Linked DNA regions of Columba livia: region 2 is linked to region 1. A link is a contact called in public Hi-C data. All regions are on one chromosome and are shown on one strand. The core of a region is the stretch at or near the end of the contact, and the rest is flanking DNA. Distances in the headings are between cores, read along the strand shown. Region 1 has its middle 9.0 kb from the start of TRNAT-CGU. Region 2 has its middle 51 kb from the start of COPRS.

The links. A called contact is a pair of places that touch in the nucleus more often than the background predicts.
Region 2: a contact with region 1 is called in a Hi-C map of liver, with 2.9 times the contacts expected there. The contact joins two enhancer-like sites. A contact is called at or near these places in 2 of 2 Hi-C or Micro-C datasets (crop and liver).

What each region holds. Positions count from the first base shown.
Region 1 is chr18:10,050,129-10,053,973 of bColLiv1.pat.W.v2, reverse strand. No RefSeq gene overlaps it. Among named protein-coding and RNA genes, the nearest start is that of TRNAT-CGU, 9.0 kb to the right of the region's middle. Within about 2 kb of position 2,058, at least 1 of the 3 cell types and tissues checked has an H3K27ac peak away from gene starts, as active enhancers do.
Region 2 is chr18:10,152,319-10,156,163 of bColLiv1.pat.W.v2, reverse strand. No RefSeq gene overlaps it. Among named protein-coding and RNA genes, the nearest start is that of COPRS, 51 kb to the left of the region's middle. Within about 2 kb of position 2,068, at least 1 of the 3 cell types and tissues checked has an H3K27ac peak away from gene starts, as active enhancers do.

The DNA.
Region 1 (3,845 bases), core at 809-3,308:
AACAGATGTGTTTTCTGAAAGTGAAAGCGGTAAGAAGGATGCGCATGGCCTTGCAGGAGCGAAACCCGGGCGCTTTCCCTGCTAATGCAGAGCCCGGCACAGCGTCTTGCCGGCCGGGCAGCCGCGGGGAGGGCCGCCAGCACCGGGGAGACGCGCACGTTTAAGGCACTTTCAGAGGTGGAAGAGAACAAAATGCACTTACGGTTCGCGGAGAACCAGCTCCGTCCTCTCCCTACGGCCCGCCCGGGACACCCGGCAGCCCCAGCGCCCGCAGCGCGGTGGTCCCAGGCACGGCGGCGAGGGCGCCCGAGCAGCCCCCACCGAGCCGGGCCCCGCACCCCGGCGGGAGCGGCCCCGGGCGGCGGCGCCTCCGCGCTCCGTCTTCGCCCGCTGCGAGCCCGGCAGGTCCTGGGAGCCGAGAACTGGGACTTTGTAGGCCAGTTGAAGACACAAACCTCTCATCTCGCCCGCAAAGACCCAGCCCTCAACTCGCCCATCAGGCGCAGGTTGCAATTTCTTATTTCTAATTCTTTTAACTGAACTCCTCTCTCCGGCCGGTGCCACCGCAGAGCCCCAGCCCCCACCCCGGGGCCACCGGGGACCCGGCCGGAGTGCGACCATGCCCCCGGCAGCACCCACCGCTCCCGGCCGGGGCAGGCAGCGATCCGCGCCGCCCCCTCCCCGAACTTGCGAGCTGGGCCGGGCCGGGGCAGGAGGGGACGCGGCCGGTCCCGGAGCGCAGACACCCCGGAGCCAACACCGAACCTCGGGCCGGGCCCCGCAGAGCATCGCGACTCGGCACCGCCGATTCCGATCCTGCGGGAACTTCGTACGCGGGGAAAAGGGAAAAAAAAAAAAAGAGACAACACCCTGTACAGCTCAAACGGCCAAAAAAGCCCGAGAGCCTCAGTTACCTGCTCTGAGGAGGAAGCAGGGGAAAGGGGCTCGGGGGGGAACCCTGCGGCCGCCTCCCCTCCCCAGGCCCGCAGGTCCTCGGGATTACGCACAGGAAGGACTCGGGCTGAACTACAACCAAGTAGGGAGAAGCCCCTCTCCTGCCTCCCGCTGCCCAGTTCCTCGCAGATGGGTATTTAAAGGGGTATTGATCACGTTGAGATTTTTTCCACCCTTCCTCTGTGCCCTTCCAAAAGGCAAAATTGAAGAAGAAAAAAAAAAAAAAAATCGTTGCCACAAGGGACGTTGCAACATTTCGCTCGGCTTTTCAAACGCTGCGTCCCGACCCAACAAAAAGCAGAGAAGTAGGAGAAAGAAGAGGGAAAAAGAAAAAACACCAGAATGCCCAAAAGCAGCAATTAGAAACAAAAAAAAAGGCCAAAAACCAACACCCAAAAATCACCAAACCAGACACAGACGAGCCGCTCCGTGCAACATTAAGGCGCAATCCCGATGCGGCGGAGTTTCTGTCCTGCGGCAGACACACGTCCCTCGAAAGTTTGCTCCACGTGTTGCGGCTGCGTCCCGGGAGGGTCGGCGCGGCCCGGCACACCGGGGCGGTGCGGGCCCGCTCCGCCGCTCCCGCGCCGTTTAAGGAAGCGGCCAGTCCCCACCCCTGCGCCGGGCAGCTGCAGCTCAGCTCGGCAGAGCTGGAGGCTCTCCCAGGCCGCCCTCCCCACCCCCTGCCCTCCCCGACGCTCCGCTGGCCCATCCGGCCCCGCACAAGGCAGGAAATGGGCGCCGGTGCCCGCCGCCGTCCCGCCGCGCAGCCGGTCGCCTCCCGCCCTTCCCCGCGCTCCTCCCGCCGGCGCCTCCGCCGGGGCAGCCCCGCCGCGCCGACCTGCGCGCCCCGCGGCACACCGGCGGCGGAGGGCGCCCTCTGGCGGCCACTCTGCGCCGGCCGCGGCTGGCGCCGGGCGGGGACCGCGGCGGGACCGGGGGCTGCGCGGCAGAGCGGGACCGGGACCGGAACCGGGGCGAGGGGGTGTTGTGCGGCGGAGCGGGGTCTGGCCGGCCGCGCAGGCCAGCCACGCCGAGGAGCCGCCGGAGCCTCCCTTCCTCTGCGGCGCTACAGCCGCTGGAAGACTCGCGGCCGCGCTACAAGCCCTGGGGATCCCCGCGGAGATCGCTGCCCCGAGCGCAGCAGCCCCTCCGCACCCCGCGAGTACCGGGTCTGCGCGCAGCCAGCATCTCCCCGAACTGTCCCCGATACGTGTCCGCGTATGGCCAGCGTTCTCCTGCATGCCCAGAAGCAGTCATGCAGACAGCTTGCCTCTGTCATAGGGTTGTCAGGGGACACACTCTGCCCTCCCGTGTGTCCGGGGCCTTTTCATTTACATATCCAGTAAGGCTAAGTGATCAGAATCTCTGCACAAAGTAAAGCTATACAATGTATACATTCTATAGAGGTTTTGCAAAGACCTACTCATTTACACACACATTCAGTTAAAAAAGCGTTTTAAAAAAATCTCACAGGTCCCTCAGTACTGTGGGGTCAAGACAAAAGGGGCAGCTGAAATGCCATAAAAAAGAGAATTTACTTCTTCCTGCTTTTCAGTCTTACATTATTCCTCTGCACCTCCACACCTGCCTCATATTTTCCAGCTTTCTGGACTTCTTGGAATGAAACTTTTATATGCTTTGGATACCAACCCAGCATGTGCGGGCCCTACCCACACGTTACAGGGGACTGGAGAGTTACCACACCTCCCTTTGAGCTTTGCTACAGATCCTCCAAACACCAAACTGTGGAAAACAGGACAAAACATGAACATACCACAGGCATTTTAAGTTACTTGCACGACCAAACCCCTGGACAGCTTACTTCCAGCATGACAGCAAAGTAGCAACCAATTTAGTAGCATTTTGAAGCCACCAGAAACATGGAGGATGGCTTGCAAGGTTTTGTCCTACAGAGGAGATCACTCACTGTTCCTGCGAGAAGACAGCAAGCAAGGTGATCTTCACTGAAGATCAAAGCAGGAACACAGCTCCGTCAAGTTGACCAGCAGGCCCACAAGAGGCACAAACCAGAATGAGCTCACATTGATGGGACAGGATTGTCAACACACCGGCAACACATCTTCTGTACCTGGCAGGAAAGCCTCAAAGGCAGCATCCAGAGACTCCTCTTTTAAATATTTGAATTCATCAGGACACGAATGCACATCCCTGCTGTCGTCTTTGGATTTCTTTTTCCTCTATACTGAAGCAACCATGTGTACGCAGGTTGAACTAGAAGCTTTTCTGTGCTCAGAGCTTTATGGCATCAGCATCATTATGGATGTGGCAAGTGATTCTACCTTGCTTGCATGGATAGAACAGGACAGAGACAACCTGATCTGTCATGTAACTGCTCCTCTTGATCAACACTGCGAAGCCATCCTCTACACAGAAGAGTGTGTTCCTTGGCTGGAAGCCTGATGAATATTTAGAGCCAAGGAACATGTTGTTTAAAACCAATAGTAGAATGCAAATTGAATCATGGACCATGGGCAAAAAGATTTGAAAGAGAGAAGAAGTTGTATAAACATTTTGGAAATAAGACATACTGGTGGAAGGTACAGAAATGAAAAATTTCTTGACCATGTGGAACGGTGACACCCAGGAATTTGTTCTGCAGTGATGATGCCCAGTGAGTACTGGTAGAAATGAAGACTTCCAAAAACTGTAAAAGACACCTTTTCTCTGGTGAAAGGCATGGATGCCCTTCAGTAGAAATCACTTGGGTTGAACAAGAAAAGGTCTCAATGGGTTTTAGATATTAAGAGACTGTTGCTCTTACAGAGGCTGCAAGTTACAGCTGCCAACCTCTTAATTTCATTCTCTCTTTTTCCTTAAATACTATTCTTGCTTTTTGGCTGTATCAAAGAGCTACTCATAACACCACA
Region 2 (3,845 bases), core at 819-3,318, 100 kb before region 1:
TTTTGACACAACGATTTCTGACACTGAATTTTCGTTTTTAGGGTTCTTCATATTTTACGTGTAAAAAATAATTTGAAAAATCCACTCCTGTCTGGCTGCAGGTCTAAGAATCGAATGCTCAGGAAAAAGTCTGAGCCATTCCATAAATACATCTTGGCGACCTTTACCTTCCTTCAGGCTGGTTCCTATAACAGGAAGAAAAATCTCTGCAGGCCTTAAATCTGATTAAATTATTCCACTGCTTCTGTGTGCGTAAGTGGTTGAAGTGACAGAATCTGGTCAGTCTGTAAAAGCTGGTTCAGTTGTTGATGAAAGGCCAATCTTCATAAAATTACTAAGAACTTTTTCCTTTGGGATGATAAATGGTCAAGTCCTTGAAAAAATATCCCATACTTTAAAAAATGCCCTCTGAGCATCAGAGCAAATCCAGGCAAGGGCACAGATCTGTGTGTGCTGCAGGTCTGCTGGGGCAGCAAAAAGGAGACGAGCACATTGACGGATGGGAAGGGGATTTAAATGTGGCATAGTAAGTCCATTTATTTTCTTGTCACCCCAGACATATTAAGCACTGGCACCTATAGCTGACAGATAAACAAACTGTGCTCTCTTTTAGAAAATATACGAACAGGGTTGCTCATTGTCAGTCTGGTGGGCAAAAAAAATAATAAACACAGATGTGTATTGGAGAGGGCTGGAAATGCTCTGGGTTCTCCCAGCTGAGATGCAGGCTCTGCCAGGGGCCGGGGGCGGCCCGCGGGTGCTGCGAGCAGCGGGGCTGCCGGCCTCCTGCATGAAGACTTGAGATCGTTGGCAGGAGGGCCTGGCGTGCTCCTCACTTCATTCTGGGGCTCCTCTGTCCCCTAAACGGTACCAATTTCTTTTCCTCCCGACTCTGATCCTTCCTGGGCTGTGGTAGCAGAGAGGATGTTGATGACATGAGCTGCCAGCCCTGTTTTTCTACCTGTTATACTGGTATATAACTTGGAATCTGCGCAGGGAGCTGGTCTGCGAGCTTTGCTGCTTTGAGACTGCTTGGCTGGTAAAGAAAAATATTGGATGTAAATTTACATTTTGTAATGAAAAGAAAAACGGAATGCACACAATAACTTCTCGATAGTTCTCATCAGGAAACTTCCGCCCATATGTTGCGATCCCAAAGAAAATTCCCCCCACACTGGTGATTTTTGGTTTATGTCAATGTTCAGAAGCTCCAAACAGGTTCACTCTCCTCATGTGCCAGATGCTGTATAAACAATATGAAGGAAAGGTTCAGCCCAAGCAAGTTTACAATCTAAACAGAAAACAAACTGGGATTAAGCAAAACTTGGGAGAAGTTAAGGATTCCCATTTATGAGTGATTTTTTATTTGGTGGTGTCTGAAGCCCCACATCTAGTTATAATTACGGTAATGATTAATTTCATTATTGTTTATCCTACAAAAGTTATGGGATCTGTTCTCAGGATCTTATGATAAGTGCTGCATTAATTAGTGTTATTTGGAAAGTCCCAGCACCTAGAGTTAGGATGTTGCTTAAGACTCAACTCTCATATAAAAAACCCCAGCAAGTTTCTTGTTTTTGTGGTTTTCAAAGGAGCCTGAAAACATGACTGAGATGTTGAAAAAAACCTCCCAATTTGTGATTTTTAAGAAGCCCGACTCATGACTTTTAAAATGTCTAGTGTTAGAAATATTGGTAAAATACTCATGAGATAAATCCAGCCTAACATGAGGCTCATGAATCCGTGTTGCATAATAGGATTTTCATTGTTCTGCCCTAGAGTTTATTTTGCACAGAGTCACGCAGAAACGCGAGCCTCCCATTTCTAACCTGGACAAAAGTGAAGTGCCAGCAAACAAGGCAGTATTTCATTTCGGCTGCTTTGCTTTCTCGAAGCTTTGCTGCCTTGGCTCTCGGAGGTGCGTGTGTTGAGATTTGGAACGCGCTGAGTGCCAAGGCCGAGATCTGGGGAGCTCCTGAGCGTGGAGAGCGGCTGCGGGAGGGTCAGACCGTGCTGGTCCCGCTGCTCCGCTCGGCCCGTCCAGCGCTCGAGCGCGTCCGTCCCTGCGGGGGCTCTGACCCCCCTGGATGTGAAGCTGGCGGCCGGCTTGCTGCAAGGTGTTGAGGGGAAAACAGATTAGTCTGAGACACAGCGAGTCTCAGAGCTGTCACGGTGCTTTAAAAAATAAAGCCTGAGGTAAACAAAGCAACACGCCTGTTTCCATGCAGTCTGTGGGATTGCTGCCGCCAGCCCTTCCGACAGGCTCAGGAATTCCACCTATTTCCTACCCCAGCTCCCAGCGTTGCTGGAGACTCCCCCTGTGCCAGGCGCATGGCGAGCAGCACATCCCGCCAGGGAAACTGAGGCACAGGGGGAGAAAGGGCTTGTCCTGGCTGAGCAGAGCTGGCGACCGGGGCACAACATCATTCCTTGGTTTGTGCACTATATTAATACCATATGTTTGGTATTTCAAATCTTTATATTTCAAATTCGTTAAACACCCGATCGTTTAGTACTTTTCCTGAGATAACTGGATTTTTTAATTGTTATTATTTGTTGTTGCTGCTGCTGCAGCGGCAGTGCCATAGGCAGGACTGGAAACAGCCGCAGCTGCAAAAGACTGAGAAAGTTTAGCAAATATATGACAAAGGAAAATGTTAAAGCTACAGGGGAGCGCAGGTGTGATCACATCACTGCTCACTTAGAGACTTCCAAGGGCGATCATTTCCAACAGAAATCTTTTTCACTTTATTTTTGGAAAGAATAAGTAACCGGCAGCCGTGATGCGGAGCAGCCGGGTGACTGGCAGCAGCACCCTCGGAGTTATTGCAAGGAAATGAGGATTTTCTGCCCCCTACTCTGATTTTGCAATTCTTTTATTAATTGGATTTGACTCAAGTCAGATGCAATCGAAGCTGCCCTGCCACTCATCTCCCCTTTAAGCTCTCCAAACAAGGCATACATGACACGGATCTCATTTTTTTGCCCGCTTCTTGCTAAAAGGATGGATTTCAGCCCATGTGGCACACTGTGGTTAATAAAACACACCCCCAGACCCAGGCTGCCCTCCAAGGTTTCTGGTTTTGTCCCCTGTGCTCAGGCCGTACCTGTTGGGTGCCAGCTCCAAAGAACTGTAAAAGAATTGCATCCTCCTTAATCCCTGGCTCCGATTTCCACTGTGAGTTAGCTGTGAAAATACCGGTAAACTTTATTGGCAGTAAAAAAATGATGTATATGATTTGAAAACCAAAAAAGGCAAGAAAAAAAAAGTTATGGGACTATTAAAAGGTCCACAAGGAATCCTCATTTCATGTTTGCTTTGGGGGTTTGAGCTGCTCCGATGTGAATGCTGTCTTACCGAACGCCTTGCGCCACTTTTTATAGAAGATGAAGCAATTGCTTCTGGAAGAGTTTTTCCTAAAGTCTCTTAAAATACTGTCATTGGGGTGACAGCAGCAACTGAGTAATCATTTGTGCCTTAAAATGGTCATATAAATTTGGTGCTCGTATTAAAACAATAGGACTTTCTTAGGGGATTTAGATGCTTTATTATTGCTTGCAAGTGCTCCATAGTTAGCTAAGGTTGTGTTTAAAGATGAATTTTACGTCTTTAAGATCACCACTATAAATCAGATCGGCTTGAGAATTTGATATCAATTGGTAAAGTTTTTAAAGGGTAGAGGATCCATTTCCCATCCGAACCTCTTCCCCCTTCGTTCCTTCCCCTCTTCTTTCCTGTGCAGTTTTTAGAATTTTGAAAGCATAACACACAAAAAAAGACATTTTTCATTGTTAAATATTTTCATTGAGAAATGGTCCTTTACTAAAATAAAAATTCACTAAAA